2 separate regions of the Macaca fascicularis genome follow, and region 1 is linked to region 2. A link is a contact called in public Hi-C data. All regions are on one chromosome and are shown on one strand. Each heading gives the region's core, a stretch centred on a gene start, on an enhancer-like site or on the middle of the called end of the contact. The rest is flanking DNA. Distances are from core to core; before and after follow the strand shown.

Evidence for each region. A called contact is a pair of places that touch in the nucleus more often than the background predicts.
Region 1: a Hi-C map of skeletal muscle shows a contact between it and region 2, with 4 times the contacts expected there. The contact joins the enhancer-like site here to the promoter of TMEM14A in region 2. A contact is called at or near these places in 2 of 2 Hi-C or Micro-C datasets (liver and skeletal muscle).

The regions. Positions count from the first base shown.
Region 1 is chr4:119,112,558-119,119,063 of T2T-MFA8v1.1, reverse strand. No RefSeq gene overlaps it. Among named protein-coding and RNA genes, the nearest start is that of TRAM2, 17 kb to the left of the region's middle. Within about 2 kb of position 4,728, at least 4 of the 6 cell types and tissues checked have an H3K27ac peak or open chromatin away from gene starts, as enhancers often do.
Region 2 is chr4:119,039,507-119,045,627 of T2T-MFA8v1.1, reverse strand. It overlaps TMEM14A (transmembrane protein 14A), which reads left to right and starts at 4,504. Exons shown (of 5, transcript XM_005552749.4): 1 at 4,504-4,631. LOC135970610 (a long non-coding RNA gene) reads right to left here and starts at 4,410. Exons shown (of 3, transcript XR_010586382.1): 1 at 4,049-4,410; 2 at 3,672-3,796; 3 at 3,322-3,459. LOC141410223 (a long non-coding RNA gene) reads left to right here. Exons shown (of 3, transcript XR_012434464.1): 3 at 692-1,519.

The DNA.
Region 1 (6,506 bases), core at 3,479-5,978, 73 kb before region 2:
CCTGAGGACGCAGAGGACACATGTGCCCTGCACATCAGGATGAGTAAACCTGAGCTCCTTACTGAAATAAAGCCGTGTTTTGAGTGTGTCCTCACTTGTAACCGGGATAAATGCACTGACCAGTGCTAGTCAAAGATGACCTCAACAACTGCTCCATTCCAACTGTCTTGGGCAAGAGGGGAGTGATTCTTCATGCTTTAATATGAGATGGAGTCATAAATACTGTTTCAGATGCCAGGGAAACACATGCTCAGAGACACCAGCATCATACTGTCATGCCAGGAAACCTTCCGTGACTGCCTGCTAGAGGAAGTTCACATCCCTTAGCTTGGCTTCTAGGAGCTCCAGGAGCAACACTCTCACCTTCGCACCTTGGCCTCTGCCTTCCCTAGCTAGACACTCATGAGTACACATCCCCCCGATTCCCCGACCAATTTTGACTGAGCCAGCAGCACGTCAAGGGTTAACCCTTACCATTGGTAAAAATTTTGTATCATCATATTTGGTTGATTGTAAGATGCACACTTTTTCTCATTTTAACCTCTTACTCATTTAACATTGATGTTACAATCATTGACATGTCATTGTTTTGTGGCACTTTTTCTTTCTTAGTGATTTGTAAAATAACGGTGCATCGTGACTGAAGGCCTCTCGGATTTGATGAAATACTGGAAGTAGCATTCTCCAGATTTGAGCTCTAGAAGCTCAGCCGGAAGCTGGGAACCTGTGTTCCCATATGCTGAGTTTGTTTTCCCAGTTAGGACTGGGTCCTAGTGTAATGGGGTGATATCTGGGAATATCACCTATATAGCTCCCTAGTTGTAACCAAGGGTGGTATTCAAAGTGTTTAATGACCATACCAGGCCAGGTACAGTGGCTCACACCTGTAATCCCAACACTTTGAGAGGCCGAGGTGGGCGGATCACTTGAGGTCATGAGTTCAAGACCAGCCTGGCCAACATGGTGAAACCCTGTCTCTACCGAAAATACAAAAATTAGCCAGGCATTGTGGCAGGCGCCCGCCTGGAGTCCCAGCTACTCAGGAGGCCGAGGCAGGAGTCTCCCTTGAACCTGGGAGGCAGAGGTTGCCGTGAGCCAAAATCATGCCACTGTACTCCAGCCTGGGTAGTAGAGCAAGACTCTGTCTCAATTAAAAAAACAAAACAAAACAAAAAAATGACCATACGAATTAGAAGAGAAGACGACCGAAAACAACTGGCTTGTGTGTCCTGGAGCTTACCTGCTGAATCCCAGGCCTACTACCGTGCTCTTTACCTGTTGGTTCTCAACTCTGCTCATTCCTTATTTTGTGGATACTTGACAGCACACTCAAGGAACACTGCCTGTCGCCCAATCCCAGGAGATATTCCCTAATCAGGCTGAGCCGAGCGAGCATGGCTACCCTAGGCTCCTTCAAGGGTGGGTATGTGTACTAGTTTTCTGTTGCTGTTGTAACAAATTACTACGACTCTAGCTCAAAACCACACACATTTATTTTCTTACAGTGATGTAGGCCAGAAGTCTGGTTCAGGTCTCACTGGGCTGAAATCAAGGTGTCCACAGGGCCGTGTTCCTTTCTGGAGGCTTGAGGATAGAATCCGTTTCCTTGCTCTATCAGGTGTTGGCTGATTTTAGTTCCTTGCAGCTGCAGGAATGAGGCCCCTGTTTCCTTGCTGGCTGTCATCTGGGGGTCTCTATTAGCTTCTAGTAGCCTCTCTCTGTTTTGTTTTGGTTTTTTAATGATTAAGTGTAGAGTTTTTTTTTGAGGCTAAAACTTAAGGATAGCCATCCAAGGGCATAGATTCAAGTTGCCCTGAGTATATATTCCTATTAGCAGTAGTTACAAGTGACCCTTGTTTGTTTTCATTACTACATTATATTTGTACATATTTAAGGGATCTCTCTCCGGTTCTTACACATTGCCTCCTACATCTCAGTCCCAAATCCTTCCCACGCTGCCGTCTCCCTTACTCCGCTGAGCTAATGTGATTAGATGGGGCGCACTGGTAATCCGGCAGAGCCTCCTCTTCTCAAGATTCATGCCCTTAATCATATCTGCGAAGTCCCTTTTGCCGGGTAAGGTGACATAGTCACAGCTTCCAGGGGACTAGAATTTGAACATCTTTGACAGCATTATAATGCCTATTACAGTATGTAAACCATCCTTGCCAATGAAATGTAGAGAGAAATCTGCTGAGGCTTGCAGGGAGGATTTTGCTCTCTGATTAAGAAGAGAGACATTAGGAGGTCTGCTTTGATTGAGGTGGTGTGAGCTGTGGCAGCTATCTAATAACCATAGGGCCCTAACACCAAGAATAAAAGCAGACACACTGAGAACAGCAGTAAGAGTATCAAAGTGAAAAAGTAGAAAGAGCTTGGCCTTTTGATAACAATGTTTAGTCACCAAGCCAATCCTAGAACACCTACTTCCAGACTTCTTGAGAGATACTTTGCTATCTTTATTGCTTAAGCCACTGTTAGTTAAATATTGTTACTTGTAGCTAAAATCATCCCAGTATTCTGTTACTTGTAGCTAAGTCATCCCAGATAAAATTTAACACCTTCATTCTTGGTCCATTTCAACAATACCTTGATTTACTACTTGGTAATTTCTTTGTCCTACCTATTAATAGTATCTTGGTCCTACTATAGTACCGATACTACCCACCTCCTCCCTAAACTTTTGCCTATTTAACTAAGGTCCTAGCCTCCCGCCTAGTTTCTCCTGGCACCCTCTTTAGGGGCTAGGCAAGGCCCCTATATTTCCAGTTATGGCTGGGGATTAGTCTTGGATGAACAGATCTCCCCAGCCCATGACACCGCCTGTAGATTGTACCTCCTAGTTGAGATGATTGTCTGAATTATACTTGACCTTGCTGCCTTTAAAACATGATTACTCGGAAAGCTGACTGGCTTCACAGTGGCTCCATCTCCCCAGCCCTGACCCATCCAGTTTCACTGTTTAATCCTGCATTTCTGGGGTCACATCATAATACACTCTGTCCATCTTGATATCTCTGGTGTCTCTCCTTTTGTGTTTTTGAGACAGAGTCTCACTTTGTCATCCAGGCTGGAGTACAGTGACACAGTCTTGGCTCACTGCAGCTTCAACCTCCCAGGCTCAAGCGATTCTCTTGCCTTGGCCCCCCGAGTAGCTGGGACTACAGGTATGCACCACCATACCTGGTATTTTTTTTTTGTAGAGATGGGGTTTCGCTGTATTGCCCAGGCTGGTCTCAAACTCCTGGGCTCAAGTGATCTGTCTTAATATCCACGCATACTAGACCACTGGCCATTCTTTGACTACTCTTTTCACTTTTATGCTTTTACTCAACTTCTCATGCTGGTCCTTCAATCAGAAATGCCCTTTCTAGACTCTCATATCTACTCTTATATCTTTACCCCTAAATCCTTGTGACAATCTTGTGAGGAGGTGCTATTACTCCCATTTTGCAGATGATTTAAAAAAATTAGGTCACTTATTCAGGATCGTACAAAGTGGCAGACTGGGATGCTAATGCAGGTGTCTCTTACTTCAAAGCTCACGTCTTTTCATTCCCGTGTTTGGCATTTTAGAGATAGATAGTGTCCAACCCAAGACTTGAAGGACTCATTTCCCTCAAGGCGTTATAAGCACCCCGGGTGCAGGTCTGATTATTTATTGACCACTAAAGTCAGTGGTGGGCTTGTAAATGGTTAACAACTGACTCTCCGAGGGGCTTGGGGGATGCCCTGATTTACAGAGGTTTTCTGAGTCCTGTGGAGTAAATACTCCCAACTGACTGATTCCGAGCTACTAGCATGATGTATGTCACTGAACAAGGGGTAGGGAAGAGATGCGCAGTAGCACACGTTAGAGGGTATTTCCACTATACAGACGTCATTCATCTGAGCAGCCTCAAGGGCACAGTTAATAGTAAAATGTAGGGAAATAATTAAGAAATGATGAGTTGGTATCTTTATTACCTTCATTTTAAGTCTGATTTATTCAACAGTGATTTTATGTAATTTAATCTTTAATAATCATTACATTTAACAGTTTGCATATTTCCTAAACATTTAACAATTAGACTCATAAACTGGTTTGAACCAGCTCCAGCTCAGCACTGCTAAAGTCTATTATAATACTTTGCTTTTAATAGACATGGAATGGTGGTAAGGATGCTAATAGAAAGGACATGATTCTCCACTTATGAGCTTTGAATGCAGCTGGTAACCCAGATTTCAGTATTCTTGCTACATCTGAGACTTTCTTAGTTCTATCTCTCACACCTAACAGAAGGCCAAACAAATGAAAAATAGTTGAGGGTGGAGACCAAAGAATAGCCAAAGTTCCAGCTAAGGACTGTGAATATTGAACTCTGCCCAGGGTCAGGGTGGGGCCCGATGCCTGCTTGCAGTTGAAAACGGTCCTCTACAACTGGGCTTGAGCAAGCCTCTGAGCTATAACTGTCTTTTCTCCTCGCCTCTTCCTGACCACGCCCACAACAAGAGAAGTACTGAAGAAAAAGCACCAGTCATAATATTCTATTACATTCCAGAAAGGACAGCCTCCCAGGAAGTGGGGAGCCTAGAAAGAAGTAAAACCTAAATTGCATCCTCCCAAAGGAGGCGAAGTCCTGCACTTCAGCTATCTTAACCTTTTGTTATGGGTGCAGTGCTGATCTTAATGGAAACTGGAGTGGGCAGGCACAGCTTAGGGAAAGAGGGACAGCTGGTGAATCAGCTGTGTTGCATTACAGTCAGCACTATCCCTGTCATGGTTCAGGGATTATACCATATATGGACTCCAGCTCAGGACAGGCGATCCTGCTGATTTGCATCAGGACTCCCCTAAAATTGCATCTTGGGATTAGGTCATCATTACTAGAAAAGGGAGACCCCAGAGAGGTTGTCAGTATGAAGAAATCAGGACCAATTGTGGTCTGGTAAGGCAAAGATGAGAGAAGGAGGGTGCAGTCCAGCTTTGCTTGGGAATGAAGTCCAGAGCCTGAGAAAGTGTGGGAGTGATTCTAAGAGTGGTTGCAAAGGGAGGGAGGGAAGGAGGGAGGGAGGGTTACAGCAGAGGACCCGCCCCCTTCTGCAGACTCCATCCTGCCTCTCACCCGCCTGGGGCTGCAGAAGCTGTATCCTGAGGCAGACTCAGTCCAGTTTAATAGGGATCAAGGGGAATACCTCCCAAGTTTCAAACATGAGAGGCACTTTCTCTTACTGTGGGTGAGGGTGGCTGTGATGCTGCTGAAGATGCAGAAACCCTACTGGCCAAGTTGGAGACAGTCCAGGCTCTGAGTTATTCTAAGGTCAAGGTGGGTTCACCTAAGTAGAACAGAGCTAGTTAACCTCCATCCCCCCAACTCTGTGTTCAGGCTGGGTGATACAGCTATATGGGGCTATGGGCATCTAGGGGAAAAGAGAGGAGAGAGGGATGGGGAGCGATCTGGGAAAGTGGCTTTTAAGAGATGGCCAATAAATTGGATCTAATTTGTAAAGATTAAACTATATTTTTTTTTGGTGTTTGAGCAATTTCATTGCTTTAACTTTTTTTGTGTGTTTTGAAGGACCAGCTTGAAGTGTTTCAGGACACTTCTGTCTCTGTGTGCCTCTTGATTTGGTTCAGAAGACCAGTACTATGGAATACTCTATCGTGGTGGTAATTAACTACTCGATATGCAAAAGACAGACAAATCTCACAAACATAATGTGGAGCAAAAGAAGCCAGACACAAAAGAGTACTGTGAAATCCCATTTATGTCAAGCTGAAAACCAGGCAAGACCAATCTGTGATGTTAGAAGTCAGGATAGTGGTCCCTTTGTTGGCGGCTGTGGCTGGGAGGGGCTGGAGGGCTCCAGGAGTGCTGGTAATGCACTAATTCTTTGTCTGGGTGCTACTTACACAATGTGGACATACTGGGCTGTCCATTTATGATCTGTGCACATTTCTGTATGTATGCTGTATTTCAATCAAAAGTCTCAAAAAAAGAAAAAAATAAAAGAGAGAGAGAAAGAGAAAAACCAGAATGTAATCTTGTGAAATAAGTAATCACAGAAAGTATGAGCTATGTGCCAACCAAAAATAAGCCTCTGAGGATTGGTGAGGCTGGAGAACAGTATCATAAGGCTAAGAGTCAGAAAACCTGATTTCCAGTCCCACTTCTGTTATTCACTGGTAAAAGGATGCTGGAAACTTAGCTCCCCTCAACTCATAACAGCCAGTGATTAAATGAAAGCCTTCAGGAAAATCTAAAGCTGTTCCCCATTCCATGCCTGCCAGGAAAGGTTAAGGATCCCAGCTGAAGACCAAACACCAAGAAACTTGGATGAAGAGTAACAATCTCATGTCTGTATAATGCTTCCCACTCCCAAAGCACTTTCATAATCATTATGCCATTTGATTTTTCATAATAAGGTCAGGAACGCAGGCTCTAGGGCCAGGCTGGCTGGGTTGGAATCCTAGCTCCATCTGTTGCTAGCTGCTTGACTTTGGGCACATCAGCTCTGTGCCTTAG
Region 2 (6,121 bases), core at 3,255-5,754:
AAGACACAAATGTTCAGTCAAAAATAGCAACTGCTGAATTAGCATGGGCATACCAGGCAAACAAGCATGCATTGTCATAGCGTTCCTTTGATTGCTCTATGAAATTGAGTAAAGTTTCATTTCCTGATTTAAGAATTGCAGCTAAAATACCCTCTGGACAAAGAAGAGGGGAAATTTTGATAACAAATGTGTTGGTCCCTTACAGTGTAAAGCGAATTTCTGTCATATCTTACCAACAATTCTGGTTTCTATAGTACATCAGTTTTAAGTAATATGCTGAATCATGGCAGCAAAAATATGTTTTCTCCAGCTGTTAGGTACTTTGACTTGAAAACAGGAGTTTCAAATCATCTTCTTCATTTCTATGAGGATTTTAATGAAACTGCTGAAATCATAAAATATTGTTGATATTTGTCTAAATACAAACTAGACTTAGCTCATCTATCTGCATATTTGTCAGACAGTACAGATGTAAATTTTGGCAAATTCTATTCAGTCTATAAACTTCTTACCAAAGAAAATGAAAAGATCTTATTCATTCAATGCCTTGTACATCTTATATACAGCACTGCTAAAAAGGGATGTGAGTTGCTTAAATGTGATATTGAGACTTTCATAATGAAAGCTTTTGGTTACTTTTCAATTTCCTCAAAAAGTGCTGAAGCACTTAAGGAGATTTTTGACTTCACAGAAATGGAAGGTGATAACCTCTTTAGACGTGTGCCTACAAGATGGCTGTCATTGCAGCGAGCCACAGAAAAAGATGCTAAAATGTTGGCCTGCCATAAGACCGTATTTTCAAAGGACAAGAATAATGTCCTTTGACACTGTTTGGGATCTGAAAGAAGAAAAAAATCCAGAATCTGAAGTGGGCCTTAAAAAAGTCAGTAAGTCCCTTGTGACTTTGATTTTTATGAATCTGTCCCTCAAAAGCCAGGGTGCCCCTGGAAGAACTGAGACAAATTGAGTTTCTGAACATTTGAAAATGAGGAGCAGGCTCAAGATCCACAGGGTGTAACCATCCCGTGAGGCCCTGCCTTAGCAGCCAGTCAGTGAGGCTCTTCACCTTCTTTCCCTTTCTCTGATTCCACCTATGTACAACTTACGAAAACTTGCATTACTATAGACTGGGAGTTCTTAAATTGGAATCTGTGAATCTAAAGGGGCCAGAGGATAGAAATCAGGAAATCTGAAAACTTCGATGGAGAAAAGAAGTTTTCATTTCTTTCCGTCAGGAAAATAGGCAACAAACCACAGCAGTGTTAGTACCTGTGTCTCTGTCGTCACTAGGAATCACAGATATCCATGTTACAGATATCTTAAAATATTTACGTACAGCACCACTTTGAAATTATGGTAATAATTAGATCCACCCCCTAGGTCTTGTAATCTTTAATATGTTAATAAAGAAACACATCTATTATATGACAGATTTAAATGTCTAACAATTTGATTTCAATAAAATCGCATTTCAATAAAATTGAAATTTGCATTTCAATAAAATTGGCTTCCTTTGCAATCCTGTGTATTGTATTTTGTGCGTTTCTCCAGACTGCCAAAGGGGTTGGTGACACATTGAAAGTTAAGGGTCTCTTGTAAATTTGTTTGAGTTCTTTGTAGGTTCTGGATATTAGCCCTTTGTCAGATGAGTAGATTGCAAAAATTTTCTCCCATTCTGTAGGTTGCCTGTTCACTCTGATGGTAGTTTCTTTTGCTGTGCAGAAGCTAAGTGGGCAAAGGATATGAACAGACATTTCTCAAAAGAAGACATTCATACAGCCAACAGACACATGAAAAAATGCTCATCATCACTGGCCATCAGAGAAATGCAAATCAAAACCACAATGAGATACCATCTCACACCAGTTAGAATGGCAATCATTAAAAAGTCAGGAAACAACAGGTGCTGGAGAGGATGTGGAGAAATAGGAACACTTTTACACTGTTGGTGGGATTGTAAACTAGTTCAACCATTATGGAAAACAGTATGGCGATTCCTCAAGGATCTAGAACTAGATGTACCATATGACCCAGCCATCCCATTACTGGGTATATACCCAAAGGATTATAAATTATGCTGCTATAAAGACACATGCACACGTATGTTTATTGCGGCACTATTCACAATAGCAAAGACTTGGAATCAACCCAAATGTCCATCAGTGACAGATTGGATCAAGAAAATGTGGCACATATACACCATGGAATACTATGCAGCCATAAAAAAGGATGAGTTTGTGTCCTTTGTAGGGACATGGATGCAGCTGGAAACCATCATTCTTAGCAAACTATCACAAGAACAGAAAACCAAACACCGCATGTTCTCACTCATAGGTGGGAACTGAACAATGAGATCACCTGGACTCAGGAAGGGGAACATCACACACCGGGGCCTATCATGGGGAGGGGGGAGGGGGGAGGGATTGCATTGGGAGTTATACCTGATGTAAATGACGAGTTGATGGGTGCTGACGAGTTGATGGGTGCAGCACACCAACATGGCACAAGTATACATATGTAACAAACCTGCACGTTATGCACATGTACCCTAGAACTTAAAGTATAATAATAATAAATAAATTAAAAAAAAAAAAAAAAGAAAGTTAAGAGTCTCTGCTGCGGATCATGCATAGAAAGCTTTACAAAATGGATAAGGGGAATAGGCTTTCCTGCATCCTTACCTGGGCTGCAGCCTTTCCATCAGCTGGAGAAGGCAACAGCTAGTGCCTATGAGTTGAGAGGGCAGTGATCCCTTTGCGTAAGAACTATCCTGTTTCCACATATTCAAGGGTATGCAATTCCCATAATATACAAAGTTTTTCTTTAGGTTTAGGTGACACGCCTTGAGTAGGAATATCATGAGGCTGTTTCCAGCTTTGAGTGTGCTAGTGGCAGGGTGGAAGGGATCTGAGAGCATCTAGTCTTGGCCTATCTTAAATCCAGGCACTGAGGTCCAGAGGGGAGTTATTTACCCAGGTCACATCAGATGAAGATGCTGAAGTATTCCAAGAGGGTTTTAGTTTTATTCCAAATAGGATAAGTGTTCTGAGAGTGTGAGGAGAGAAGGGGAGGAGGCTGGGGTAAGGATGGACATAGAAGGGGATGGAAAAGAGTGCTGAGAGAACTCAGAACCAAATTTCAGGCTATCACTTTCTCCACGCCACATTCCAGTGCGTTGCCATCAACTCTTCTGTGACTCTTCAGGAATTCTATTAATTCCCCAGGACCAACTCAGACTTTCATAACTTAGATGTAGTTATATTACTTCCCTGAAGCACTTTTACGCACAAAGAATAGATGTAACAAACAAACGTCACAAGATTTAATTTTGAGTTTCCTCTTTTATTCTGAGGAATTCTGCTGTAATTCTCAGTGACACAGAACCTCTAGAGCTACTTCACTGTGACAGCCTTCTTCAAATCTCCGAAGGGCTGTTACATAAGGAAGAGGGTTGGAGTTCTGTATTCAATCAAGAAGGCAGAAGAATAAGATGATAAGTTGCTACAGAGAGGCATAATTTAAAGTCAATTTAAACTGTAATCCCAGCACTTTGCAAGACAGAGGTGGGAGGATTGCTTTGAGCTCAGGAGTTCGAGACCATCCTGGGCAACATAGTGAAACCCCGTCTCTACAAACAAAATAAAGAATTAGCTGGGTGAGGTGGCACACACCTGTAATCCCAGCTACTCCGGAGGTTGAGGCTGGAGAATCGCTTGAACCCAGGAGGCAAGAGGCAGAGGTTGCAGTGAACTGGGATGGCGCCACTGCACTCCAGCCTGGGCAATCAACTGAGATCCTGTATCAAAAAAAAAAAAAAGAGTCAATTTAAGGTTCATTCCTAGGATTGAGCAGATCGCCTTGGATGAGGCAAGATTTTAAGTGCTTTCCAACTCTGAAATTTATACCTTTCCCTGTAGATATCTAAGCCCAGCAAATCCTGGGCCTGAAGTTTAAAACTAGGATCCTGATCTCCCAACCACATTTAGATGATCCTATAGTGTAATGAAGGGTGCTTGGGCTTTGAAACCAGGCAAACTTGGATTCTGACCTGGGACAACTAAGTCACTGGACCTCACTGAACTTTAGCTCCCTCCACTGACAATGGGGACAATCTGCTGGAGGGTGTGTAGGAGACCTCGCGTTGCCTTTTAGAGGTTCTGGAAATGTCCCTTGAATGATGAATGGAGTTAACTTAAAAATCTTCGCCTTCTATAATCTTGGCTACATGCAGATACGCTGCCTGCCAGTCCCGCTCCGTCAGGCGGGAGGCAGGAAACCCCAGCCCTGGCTCCAGGACAGGGCCGAAGGTAGGATAGACGGAGCAACGGGTCCGGCTACCGCCGGGATGTCGCAGCGCAGGGCCTCCTGTTTGCCTGACCTATAGGCCGACCCGATTCAGCCGAAGGGAATGGACAGGGCAGAGCCCTGCAAGGCTAGAAGGGACATAGCGCATGCGCGCGGCAGGGAGGGCGTCTCCGGCAGGGAGCGGCCTCTGCTCAGCGCGAGACTGCTGGGCGCTGGGTGGGACAGCGCTGGCGCGGAGACTGCTTCCGGATTCCAGGTACCTCGAGTGGCGGCAGCTAGCCCCAGACTTCTGTCTTTTCAGCCGCAGTGAGGGCTCGGGGCTGCAGGTGAGCTGTGCATCCCGCAATGGAGACCTTCCTGCTCTGAATTTTCTTACAGAACCGCAGAAATATAAGGGGCGTTGCTTACCGGGCATCCCCTCCCCCGCGCCAAACCTGTACAGCAAACGATGATGCAGAGGACCTTGAGGGGATTTTGCAGGCCATCGGTCTTACCTCTCCGGTATCATTTTTCTCCTCCTCCTGGGAATTTCCCGAGTTTTTGCCTTCTGGTATCCCTAAATATCCCACCTATGCTGCCTCCTCCCTTCCTGGAGCTGGGGTGGTGGGGTGGGCTCATGGACCATTGCAAAATGCTTGGCAGGATTTTAACTTTCCCAGCACTACCCAGACCCCACTCGAAAATGTGCCTTTTGTGCCCTCCAAGAGCTCACGGGTAGGTAACTGTTATATCTTTAGCATGTGAAAATGCTTTTTATATAACAGTTGACTGAAAATCTCTTAGTTCTCCAAATTTTGGAGGATTTGGGGCGGTCGGCCTTGTTTTGTACCTAGTATAGTAAATCGTTTTGCTGCATTGCATCCAAGATGCTTTCTAGCCCTTCCAAGGCTTGAGCATCGCATTTGTGATGAGAGCGTGTGATGTGCTGTGCACATCCTCTCCCACCTTATCCCTTTCATGTTAACACAGCCTCTGGCTTTAATGTGTGCTTCTGGCCTGGCCACATGGCTCCGTCATGGAAAAGGTGATTCTTTTGTCTGAATATCCTCTCTGAGAACAGAACCTTCTTACAAGCATTGGGAGTAGATTTATTTTGCCTCCTTAGAACAACAGTCACTTCACTAAGGAGATTAAGGAGCTGCCTGTTTCCTGGCAATAAAGCTGTATTGGGTAGATCAGTTACAGAATGTTTTCAGGCAGAAGCTGTTCCTTTGGTTCACTCACTCATTTATTCATTTAACAAGTATTTTAAGTACCTGCCTTGTGCACCCTCGGTTTGCCCTCAAGGAGCTTGGCTGACTGAGAGGCGAGAGAATCCCAACCAAGTAAAAGAGTATGGATCCTCAAGAGAAGATCGCAGGAAGAGCTGGGAGGCTCAGGATGGAGTGGAATTAATTTTCACAACAGCTACTTGGCTTTAGGAGACAATTAGGTCTAAAGGTTACACCTGATAATGAAAGTGCTCTCATAAGCCTCAGATCTGTATGTAATGGTGTTTTCCTGTGTGTTGGGCGTCTCAGACTGAATACATTCCAAACACGTCCCATCATTCCTAACCACCTCCCTCTTCCCCGCCCCGCACACCTGCTGCTGTTCCCATGTTCTCTGTCTCAGAGAATAACATGAGGCTCCCTGACTCCCTGCTTCTCCTAATGGTCTGAGCCAGATACCTAGGGGTGAGTCATCTCTGATTCACCCTTGACTTTCCCTTCCCTCCTCGAATTCAATTCTGCTGACTCTTCCTCCTGAACCTCTGAAATCTGTCCACCTTCTCTCCATTCTCATTGCCATTTCTCTAGATAAGCCTACCCTTATC